Regions from separate parts of the Mus musculus genome. Here regions 1, 3 and 4 are each linked to region 2. Evidence: chromatin contacts called from public ChIA-PET and promoter capture Hi-C data. All regions are on one chromosome and are shown on one strand. The core of a region is the stretch at or near the end of the contact, and the rest is flanking DNA. Distances in the headings are between cores, read along the strand shown. Region 1 holds the start of Abcc1 (ATP-binding cassette, sub-family C (CFTR/MRP), member 1). Region 2 holds the start of Rrn3 (RRN3 RNA polymerase I transcription factor homolog (yeast)). Region 3 holds the start of Cep20 (centrosomal protein 20). Region 4 holds the start of Mrtfb (myocardin related transcription factor B).

Region 1 (2,700 bases), core at 158-2,657, 580 kb after region 2:
ACATGAAAATACAGCTCCACTTTCCCGTCTGTCAGATCTGAGCATATTCCAGCTGCTAGCTTGCTAGAGCCTAGCAAGACTCCTGCTATACAGCAGATGCTCAATAAATATGGGTAACAGTGCATTGAGAATTGTTACCTGAAAGTAATTATCTTTAAAAAACTTATTCACAGAGGTAAAGAAACTTCCTGCCAAGCCTGATGACTTGAGTTAGCTCCCTGGAATCCACAAAGTTCCACAAAAAACAACTCTCCCAGGCTGTCCTGACCTCCACAAGCACAAGTTTATATACACACCCACACACATACACACATAGAAGTAAATGCTGTTACTACAACCACCACCTCCACCACCACCACCACCACCACCACCACCACCACCAAACTCTTATTCATACTGAGGGGGACCTGACTTGTGGTTGACCTTCAAAAATTGTTTATCTTACTCATTTTCTTTATTACTTTTTAAATTAAAATATTTTTTCAGGGGTATACATAGCTCAGCTGGTGGAGTGGTTCCTGCTGACAACAAAACCTAGGAGGAAGCCTGGGTTTTGTTGTCAGCGCCCCAGGTGGCTGGGGTAATAAGAAGTGGAGGAAAGGTGATGCACACCTTTAATCCCAGAGCTTGGGAGACAGAGGCAGGCAGATCTCTGAGTTCGAGGCCAGCCTGGTTTACAAATTGAGTTCCAGGACAGCCAGGGGCTTCATAGAGAAACTTCAGTCTGTCTTAAAAAAAAAAAAAAAAAAAATGGAGGCAGAGGGGCTCACAAGTTCAGGGTCATTCATCCTCTACTACATAGTGCTTTAGAGGCCAGATTTAGTTATTATATGAAACCCTGTCCCCAAATTCCTCATACCAAGTAATAAGGAAATGAGTTATTTCCTGGCTGCACTCAGAATGGGAGAAATTCCCAGGGTGCTTTGCAGACCATGGAGGAGGGGTGGCAAACTGGTGTTCAGGATGGAGATCTCAGTGTTTAGAATGGATTCATAGGGCTCCTGATTCAAACGAACTACACTTCTACTCGTTGAGGGACTCTGAGCGAATTTCCTCACCTTTCTGAGCCTCAGTTTCCTTATCTGTTCTCTTTCCTTTCTTGGGAGCTCACATCCATATCCCTCCAGGTGCAACTGAAGGAAAAAGCCCTAAAATCACGCAAGCACCGAGCGTTCTCCCGCAGCGGGGGGCCAGCGGTACAGTTAGGGTCACCTGGGATGAAGCCCAGGTGTGGAGGGCCCAGTGCGGGGTTCTTCCGGGCCGTGTCGGCTTTAGGAGCCGCCAGTGAGTGGGAGCTGCAGACGAGGCCTGCAGGCCCAGGCCAGGGCAACTCGTGGCCGTGCTCGCTCCCACGCGCGGGGCGGGGCGGGGTGGGGCGGGGCTGCATCCCGGTGACGCGGGCCAACCGCGCGGCGCTGCGCCTCCTCGCTCAGCCGGCCGCCCGCATGGCGCTGCGCAGCTTCTGCAGCGCTGATGGCTCCGATCCACTCTGGGTAAGGTGGTGGGCCGCGGGGGACGGCGCGGGGGCGACCGGGGACTCGGAGGACGTGGGGGGACGCTGGGACGCGCGGACCCAGCTGCTCCCCTAGCCGGAGCCCTGCTCTGCTTACGCGGGGATTCGCCACCCGGGCCCCGGCGTAGCCGCCGCTCTCTTACTCTGGGGACCGGGTTCCGGGAGAGCTGGGTGTGTGCGGGGAGGTGCCTCTGTGCTTTGGGGTTCTGCCATCGGGAAGGGACGCCAGATCTGGAGGCAGCAAATTGGGGATTTTCTGTGTTTTGTGGGGGTAGGATCTCCGTTTACCGCGCACACACTATCATAGAGCACCGTGCAGGAGCCCAGACTCTAGAAAGGGACTTCCCATCGCTTGTGTTGGGGTTCCCCACTGTTTGTTTTACCTCTCGTTTACTCTGGCTTCATGTTTTTTTTTCTCATCCTCTCTCCTTTCTGCCTAAATGCTATCAGGGAACTTTAAGGAAATAAGGAAAAGCCAAGAGAGGGGAGAAGGGCCTTTCTGTCTCTTTTTGTAGGTTTGGGGTGCAGTGGAAAATGCCCTGGACTCTGTAACCAGGAGAGTGCCTTCTACTCTGAGTCAGAGAGACTCCGCTGCTCTGGGGATGTCCCGGGGACTTCAGGCCCTCTCCAGGTAGCTTTCTTGTGAAATGATCCTAGGCTGGGTTCCCTGGCTGACTGCTCTAATCTCCAGTGCTTGTGTATTTCGTGTTCCTGTAATGCTGTTCCTGTAATGCGATTTGCCTGTTATTCCAGAACACTCCTGCATCACATTGTCCTGATTATTAGTGACTACAATAGGAAACCCTGGACACAATGACTTTTCTTTTTGTTTGAGAAACAAGAAAAACATCCCTGTTTCTTAGCAGCTGATGGTTAGCGCCCACAAGTATTTGTTCTGTTTTGTGGTACCTCCGTGATAGACTGCATTAGGAATGATGACCCCTGAAGGCCCCCTGGGAGACTTTTGGGTGAGGAGGGTGCCAATTTTGGTTGAGAAACTTACCATACTTGGATAAATGGTTCATTTTAAAGCCAAGAGGTTGGAGGTTTCTCCAGAGCTGGAAACAGAGCTTGTGATTTACATTCGGGAGTCTGCAAGAGATAGGTGCCTGTTTGCCACACAGGAACACTGTGTGTCCTCTACCCTTGTGCCAAGTGTAGAGACAACGAGGTTATTTTGCAAGAAC
Region 2 (2,700 bases), core at 111-2,610:
ACAGTTGTGAACCTGGATCCTCTTTTGTTGTTTTCAAGACAAGCTCTTTTTGTATTGCCTTGGCTGTTCTGGAACTTACGCGATAGTCTAAATAAACTAGCCTCAGATTCAGAGATCTGCCTGTTTGTGCTGAGATTAAAGGTATGTACCATCATGCCCAGCTCCCCAGCCTGGGTTCTCTTACCCATGGTAACATCGGTCCAACTCTCCCCTCTGGCTTTTTACCAGTCTCCACACTTCTGGCTAGGTCACTGTGTAATATGTGTTTCACACAGAGTAAGGTGTGAAAATGTGTCTAAAATGATATACAGGATCCTTCTATTTCCACCTCTCCAGTGCCTGTATTACTAACATTAAACCGGGCTCTTTACCTGAGTAACCCAGGTCCTAATAGTTACCCATTGGCTTTGAACTCCCTTTTTTTGGTGGTGGTGGTGGTGGGGGAGGAATGGATCTCTAGGAGGTGGGCCTGGGGCCCTCACTGTACAACTTGTTCCTTAGCACTATTTCCAGAATCCTTCATCACACCTGGAAGTTCTGGAGGACAAGAATTGGGGTAGATAGGCAGGCCTTCAAAGGCATCTTCTGCTCTGAAGGCCAGGCCCACTGTGGCTGGGGCCTGTGGCTTTGCTACCTGACTAGTGAAGCCACATTCCCCCAGAGTTTTCTCATCAAGGAGCTGGTTGTCCTTGAACAGCAGCTCTCCTCAGGAGGCCTCTTCATGATGCCCTCAATGATGCGCTTGAGTGCCAACACCAAGCTTGACTCCTTGGCCTCAGTGAAGATGGTGGTCTTCTTGTGTGGGGTCATGAGAAACACAGCCATCCCTGTGGCTGCTTCTGGCTTGATGCACGGGACCAAATCTGATGGCTTCTCAGGTTGTCCTCAGCAGGAGTGATCTCTCAGTGTCCCTCGGAGTCTTGCCAAAAGTTAAGAGAGCCAACATGTTGTTTGAAAACCAAAAAAATCCCAGCCGTTCGATTTTACCAATGAAGACTCAGGGGCCAGATGCTGGGGTGCAAGCCTGCTAGGTCAGAGAGGCAGAGAAAGCACCCAGCTGACCTTCCTCCTCCACTCACTTCCCAGAAGGAAACCCGCTTTGAACTCCTTTTATCCTCCCGCCTCCACCTCCTGAGCGCCAAGGTCACGTGCACACGCCTCTAAGACAAGCTTCTTTTTGAAGGAGTTTCTGAGGAATGCGGCCACCGATTGCCCCGCCAAGCTGTGCCAGCCTATTTCTAGGAAAGCTTCAGGCCGGTTAAGGTCAGACGCAAGCCTACCCGCCTTCTTGCTGCGATCCTTACGCTCTGCTCACGTGGGCCGCGTCCCGCAAGGGGCTGCCTTCTGCAGCGCCACTTCCGGGGCGGGTAGGTCGTGGCTTCCGGCGCAAGGCCGGGCGTTCGCTCAGTTCAGGCCGAATGGCGGCCCCGCTGCTTCACACGCGCTTGTCGGGCGATGTGACGGCAGCGGCCTCTGCCACGCTGAGTGCGTCGCGGACTGGGTAAGATCCGGGCGGCCTCCGCCTGCGGGTGCGGGGCTCGAGCCCGCTGAGAGCTCTCCGCATGTGCCGAGGGGGCCGGGCGTGCGGGCTCGGCTCGGGCACGCAGGAGCCTCTGGTTCCCTCGGGTCCCCTCTGCCCGGGCGAGCCTTGTCTGTTCCATTGTTTCCCACTCACTCTTGGGGCACCCTTGTGGGACTCTAGGCTAATCTTCCGTGCCTTTCCTCTTCCCTCTCTTGGCCAAGACATGGGCGGCATTTCCAGGGTTTTGGATATCTAGGGGAAAGCTGTCACTGGTGACCTATCGAATTCCAAAAATTTTGTTTGAAATTTGTTTCTGTAGAAGCAAGCAGTAGCATAGTGGAACCGTATATTATATAAGCAGTCCTTTTTGCCCAACATTTTAAAATACCTATCCCTATAAAACATTTGGAATCTAACCTTTAGATTTTGTCTGATTCTCTTGTTTAAACGAAGTAAACCTTGTAAAGCACTTAGCATAGTACTGACAATTGTTAATAAAGTGTGTATACTCTGTGTTAAGGCACTGGGGACAGCAGCTTATCCAGACACTAACCCATACCCAGCAGAGCCGGAGGCGGGGCAGTGGGGTGGGGGGGCGGCGGCAATACATGGATAAGATAGTTTCAGGTATCAGTAAATGCTATGAAGAACTACAACGTTCCAGGATAAAGCGTGAGTGTATGAGGTTCTGGTGGAGAGGGCCTCTGACATTTGAACTCCAACCTTGGGAAGAGTGTTTCTAACAGCGAGTAGCAGGTGAAATGGGAATCAGCTTGACAAATTTGAGGAATAGAAAGGACATCACGCTTTTAACAAATGATTGTATCATGAGATCAGGGTTAGGAAAGGTGGCTGGTTAAACAGGATCTTACAGGGTTAATGTGGGAATATGGAGTTTCTTTTCCTTCCCTTACTCTTAATAAGATCTCATTATGTAGCCTAGGTTGGATTCTGCCACAGCTTCTGAGACAGATTTACTGAGGGAAGAGTGGCTTCCTGGGAGAGAAGGTTGGAAGGAGGGATATCATTTGAGAAACTTAAGCCTCATCACACAAAATGATGTTGGCTCAGCCATGCTCCCTGCCGTCATTCTCTGTCATGAATTTGATAACTGGTCTTCCTGGTTCTTCAGGCTTTCCGATATGCTCGCGTTAGAGAGCGATTTCTTCAATTCTCCT
Region 3 (2,700 bases), core at 149-2,648, 540 kb after region 2:
CTGCCTTCTCCGAGGTAATGAACTCTACTTCTCAGAGAAAGAGCTAGGTGAAATGGAAGAGGTTTTAGACCAGTAAAAGCCCAGAAAATGTAAGATCACTGATTAGGAACAAGTTTTTATTACTTTTCTCTCAGACACAAAGCATACCAAGAACCAGAGAACGCAGAAGAACATATATAAGGAGGTCCCCCTCAATTTGTAGGGATAACCTCTGGGCTCTTTTATCATTTTGCTACTTGTAGTCTTATGCTTACAATGCTATTATTATAAAAATGCCTTCAGGAATTGGTCTTAACCCAACTTCTTTTCCATAGACTTTATCTTGAAATCCTATGAAAAGTTTATACAATATACATGTACTATGTATACTCCCATCCCCAGAACAGCTCATTGACTCATGTGAAGTCCCTCCTGGGGACTGAGGTATGTCTGCTTTTGGAATGCTCACCAGCAGTGTCCCCAATACATATGCAGTCAATAGTTACTACATCTTAGTCTCCAAACTATTCCATTTGGTTCTCTCCAGATTTCCATTACCGTTGGCTTAGTCTCTGAATTCCTTGACACTCAGAACTAGGTTTATTCTACGGGAAGCAGAATGGCATGATTAAGCCAGTGCACCTTATGGGGTTTCCACACGAGTCGATTTCTATCTAAATTATCGTGGATGAAATATTCCAACTCTCATGTATGAAATGGACATAGCGTTGCTACACAGAATCAAGTTGGATGAGTTGTTAAGGGTCTGATAGAATCACATACTGAACCTTAACTCCAATTACAACTCAAACGTTAACTCTAATTACTATTCAGAGTTAACAGTATACACGCGTTATTGATGTCTACTCCTTGTTTTGTAGTCCTGGGGATGGAACCTGCATGCACCCTGCACACAACCAACCATTTTGGAAAACCTCTTCCGAAAAATCCTGAAGAGCCGCCAGGATGGACAACTCTGTCTCAGGTTTCTGCCAAAGGACAAGGAGGACCTAGCCATACGTTGTCGTCCGGATGGGCTAGCCGTGCAAATCATTGGGAAGTGTGTCTGTCACCAAATCGTGGCTGTGGTGTTGTCGTGGTCAGCTCGGAACGCAGGCCTTTGGGCGCTGTCTGCTCAGTAGGGTTCTAAGAGATACCCAGAGGTCCTGAGGGGACAACAGATACCAGTCCCTTCCTCCAGCTCAAAGGCTGGCCCTAACATAGCGCATGCGCAAAGGCCGCCCCTGGTGGGCCCTGCCACCCTAGAACGACCCTGGAAAAAGATGAGCCGATGTCCCGCGCGCTCTCCTTCTGTCCCATCCCTATCATATACGGAAGGTTCGACGCTTCCCGCAACCGAGCATCCCCTCAATGCACTCACCAGCTTTCAGTTCCGTAACAGTCGCCATTTTTCAACGGCTGCTGGTGCCACGCCTCTCCAGTGCGTACGCACGGCTCTCGGCGCGGCCTCCAACCAATAGGAGTATGGCTCTGCTAGACCGCGTCTGTGCCTGCGCTCCGGTGATTGGCGAGCCGCCACATGAGACTCCACCAATCAGCGACCGTGTGAGGCGGGCTACACTGCAGAAAAGCTTGGAGCCAGAGCCAAATCTGTACCCAACTGCTTTGCCTTTTGTCGCCGCCCAAGTCCTACAGGTCAAGGTGCTGATTGTTCACCTCCCCTCCCCGCACCTTGGCAGGCTTTGTGCTCAGTCCGAGTCCCAGACACAACCCAGCGTCAGAATTACCTGGAAGACTGGTTAGAACAGACTGCTCTGACCCACCCTTGGGTCTTTCTGAGGCACGGACCAAGAGTTGGTTTTTCTGTCAACTTCCAGAATGCTGTGGATGGATGCTGTTAGTCTGAGAAGTGCCACCTTAAAAATCATCTTACACGGCACCCACTCGAAAGTGAACACTAGGAAGTCTTTACACGCCTCAGGTCAATGATGCCCGTTATACAGAGGAGGAAGTTGAGTGTCTAAAGGAAGATCACTGGCAAATGGTGGAGCAGGTGATAACCTAAACCCAGGCCAGCATCTCTTCAAAGCTTGCTCTCTACACTACCGTTAACACCGAGTACATTTGGAATCCTCGAGTTGTTTGTGGAAACAGCTGATAAAAGATTAAGAAGAACAAACATGGGAATAATACATTCAAAATGTGAGGCAGTATAATGGCAGTTGACTCTCCAGGGAGTCTAAGACACTGGACCCTTAAAATTCTGGACAGCCCAATAGTGGAAGTCTATGAGTGGATGCTAGTGAGCATATTTTCGAGGAAGTAAACTGTAAGAAATAGAAAATATAGACTTTAAAAGAAATCATTGGGTGTTTGTTTGTTTTTGTCTCATCTTGTAGTCCACGCTATCTGGGCATTCACTCTGTAGCTCAGGCTGACATTGAACTAACAACAAACACTCTTTTTGCCTCATTCTCAAAGTGATGAACGCCCCTATACTGCCACAACTTGGTTTTGTTTTTAAATTTGCCTCAGGGAGATAGATGTATGTTCTTCCTAAGATTAGCTTTGTTTTGTTTTTTTTCTGAAGTGCACAGGGTGGCTTTGAATTAGCCCTCCTTTCTTTAGCCTCCCAAGTGCTGCAATGACAGGAGTACATCACCATATCAGGCTTCTGAGATATTTCTTAAAGTGGGTAGCAGTTTTAAAGTTTGAAATCCATTTAGAGGAATGGCTCAGTGAATAAAGTTCTTGCTGCAT
Region 4 (2,700 bases), core at 51-2,550, 520 kb before region 2:
TACTGTGTTACTAAGACCATATGGGTATTTTCTTTATTGCAGGCTTCGGAAGTGTGATGGTTCGTATATGCTCTGCCCAGGGAGTGGCACTATTAGAAGATGTGGCCTTGTTGGAGTAGGTGTGTCACTGTGGGCATGGGCTTTAAGGCTCTCACCCTAGCTGCCTGGAAGCCATTCTTCTCCTAGCAGCCTTCAGATGAAGCTGTAGAACTCTCAACTCTTTCTGTACCATATCTGCCTGGTTGCTGCCATGTTCCTGCCTTAATGATAACGGACTTAACCTCTGAACCCGTAAGCCAGCCCCAATTAAATGTCCTTATAAGAGTTGCCTTGGTCATGGCAATTTTCTGTTTACAGCAGTAAAACTCTAAGGCACGAGGTTATGGGTACCCACTTTAGTGCATCTCACTATGCCAGCCTCTCTTCCTTAGAAGCAATTACTCTTAAGTTTTCTTTTGGGAAGAAGTCACACCGTAATGCAGTGGTTCTCAGCCTTCCTAATGCTGGGACCCTTTAATACAGTTCCTCATGTTGTGGTGATCCCCCAACCATAAAGTTATTTTGCTGTTATGAATCAATGTAAATGATACACAGAATCTGATATGCGACCCCCTGTGGCCCCGAACAGCTGACCTAACTCCACGAATGCCCTGGCTCTATGTCCATGAACCATTCTATCCTGGGTTCTCCCACTGTTTTCGAACATATTTTGCTTTTAGGGCTCTACAGAGTTGGAGAAAGTGTGAAAAGCGTTCTCTTGTCTAGTTGCATTAAGATGGGTTGCAACAGACCCCCTATTGGGGTCACTTCTTCCACTCGGAAGAACTACAGAGGGGTGGAGAGTGAGGCAGGGCTCAAGAGGAGGGGTTCCTACAGGTGCGGGTGTGGCATCAGAAACGCACCGACTCCACAGGCCGGTCTGCTCGTCCGCTGCAACCTCCTTCTGGAATGGGGAGGCGGCAAGAATGCACTTAGTGAGGCAGCATGAGCTGTTTGCTTGCTAGGGTAGCCGGCACTGACTGACCATCTATCTGACTGGGAGCAGCCAGAGCTTAGGCAGCAACCAAAGAGCTCCCAGCTCCGCAGCCCAGCTGCGCATGCGCCCCGGGGCAGCCAGGTGAGAGCGCGGCGGGAGCGGGCGGCCTCGCACCTGGGTTTTAACTTTTCCGGGTCAGGGGCGAGGGCGGATGCCGGGTGGGAGAAGGGAAGCAGGGTGTAAACCTCCGGGAGTCGGCTCGGCGCTACCTGGAGCTTCCAGGACGGGCTCCGTGCCTTCAGACGGGAGGAGGGTAAGCACGGGGGCGGAGCGAAGTCTCGCGAGATCCGGTGGTAGCTGCGGCAGCGGTGGCGGCGGCGGCGGCAGCGGCCGGGGAGGTGAGCGGCGAGCGGGTGCGAGGCGGCCGTTGGGACTGAGGCAGGGGAGAGCTGCGGAGGGCGAGGCCGGGCCCCGGGAGAGGGACGGACGGAAGGCCCGCGTCCTCGGTGGCCCCTCGAGGTTGCTGCGGCGCCTCCGGGTGCGCGCTGTCCCGGGACTCGCGCGGGGCGGGGCGGGGCGGGGCGGCCGCGGTCTCGGGGCTACCGGGTCCGGGCTTCCCTCGTCGGGGGTCCCCTGTGTGCGGCCGCGGCCCGATCTTCCCGGGCAGCCTGGAGTTGGTACCAGGCGCTTCGCTTGCGCGCTCCCACGCTGGAACTGCAGTGAGGTGCAGCAGCGCCTTGGCCGGAGCCACTCGACGGGGACGTGGTGGGATGGGGACGGCCCACGCCCCGGACTCACCTTCCATCCTCCTCCCCAGCCCTGCTCGCGGCTCTTCCCCTGGGGTCCCCGCGGGGCTGCAGAGGGTGTGTCTGCAAGCCCTCCCGAAATTGCACGCACGCAGCGTTCCGGGTTTCCAGGGAGAAAGTTTTCCACCGCTTTTGTTCTGTCCCTGAAACTTTGCCTAGTTCTCAGTGTTCAGAAGCTACCCTTTGGCCCTGTGTATGAGCAGACGCGGTGTGACAGTGACGAGGGGTGCGGCGGGTGTAGGGTCTCAGGCCACGAGGATAGCTCAAGGTTTGCCTCAGGCAAAGAAACTTTGAAAAGTTTGATTCTTTTCTGAAGCTTGAGATCGCACTCTTAGGATGAGCGGTTGTGAAGTTCCTAACTTTTGGTTCTGTGGCAAATGTTTGCCACCCTGACACGAAGTTCATACTATATCTTCCTATACGTGATCCAAGGTCAGTAGAGTGCTCTCCTTTAGATGTGAAGAAGAAATACGTGCTATGGCGTTAGTGCAGCCCAGACACCCAGCTAGGTAGGACGTAATATCACGGACCCTGCGGCTAGTGAGTATGTTTGGAGACACACACTCACGTATGTACGCATGCACTTGTGGGACAGTGAGTCTCAAAGTCAGGAACAAAGATTGGGACCTGAGATAAAACCGTGTTACTTGGGGTAATTGATGCTAATGAGAAAAACAATGTAGGCTGACTGACAGCGTGCAAGATAAATCACAGCCTGTCTCTGGTTAGGCTCAGATAATACAGCCCTCCAGGGATGCTGTATTCCAGGCTACATTGTAACCAATACAAAGCCCGAGTTCTCTACATTTAATGGAGTACACAAAATCCCTCATGCTTATTGTTAGTAATAAGGAAATAGAAGATTGAAATTGTTGCACTTGGCAGTATGCTCCATGTGTGTCTAGTAGATGCAGGTGT

What was found. Promoter capture Hi-C pulls out the DNA fragments that hold promoters and counts their contacts. ChIA-PET counts read pairs in DNA pulled down with a chosen protein or histone mark.
Region 1: a contact with region 2 is called in an RNA polymerase II ChIA-PET map of memory CD8 T cells, with 18 read pairs. The contact joins the promoter of Abcc1 here to the promoter of Rrn3 in region 2. A contact is called at or near these places in 3 of 115 datasets of contacts at active chromatin or transcription factors (fetal liver, memory CD8 T cells and pancreatic cancer cells) and 1 of 9 other capture datasets (liver).
Region 3: a promoter capture Hi-C map of pre-B cells shows a contact between it and region 2, with 2.5 times the contacts expected there. The contact joins the promoter of Cep20 here to the promoter of Rrn3 in region 2. A contact is called at or near these places in 9 of 39 promoter capture datasets (3T3-L1-derived adipocytes, the C10 cell line, the HPC-7 cell line and 4 more), 1 of 484 Hi-C or Micro-C datasets (pre-B cells), 2 of 115 datasets of contacts at active chromatin or transcription factors (effector CD8 T cells and memory CD8 T cells) and 1 of 9 other capture datasets (liver).
Region 4: a promoter capture Hi-C map of liver shows a contact between it and region 2, with 3 times the contacts expected there. The contact joins the promoter of Mrtfb here to the promoter of Rrn3 in region 2. A contact is called at or near these places in 5 of 39 promoter capture datasets (the 3T3-L1 cell line, cranial neural crest, liver and 1 more) and 1 of 484 Hi-C or Micro-C datasets (CD4 T cells).

What each region holds. Positions count from the first base shown.
Region 1 is chr16:14,360,151-14,362,850 of GRCm38.p6, forward strand. Abcc1 (ATP-binding cassette, sub-family C (CFTR/MRP), member 1) reads left to right here and starts at 1,408. Exons shown (of 31, transcript NM_008576.3): 1 at 1,408-1,493. The coding sequence starts at 1,446.
Region 2 is chr16:13,779,339-13,782,038 of GRCm38.p6, forward strand. It overlaps Rrn3 (RRN3 RNA polymerase I transcription factor homolog (yeast)), which reads left to right and starts at 1,361. Exons shown (of 18, transcript NM_001039521.1): 1 at 1,361-1,501; 2 at 2,655-2,700. The coding sequence starts at 1,419. It also overlaps the pseudogene Gm6354.
Region 3 is chr16:14,315,934-14,318,633 of GRCm38.p6, forward strand. Cep20 (centrosomal protein 20) reads right to left here and starts at 1,399. Exons shown (of 5, transcript NM_025345.2): 1 at 1,361-1,399. The coding sequence starts at 1,388.
Region 4 is chr16:13,255,181-13,257,880 of GRCm38.p6, forward strand. Mrtfb (myocardin related transcription factor B) reads left to right here and starts at 1,301. Exons shown (of 17, transcript NM_001122667.2): 1 at 1,301-1,374.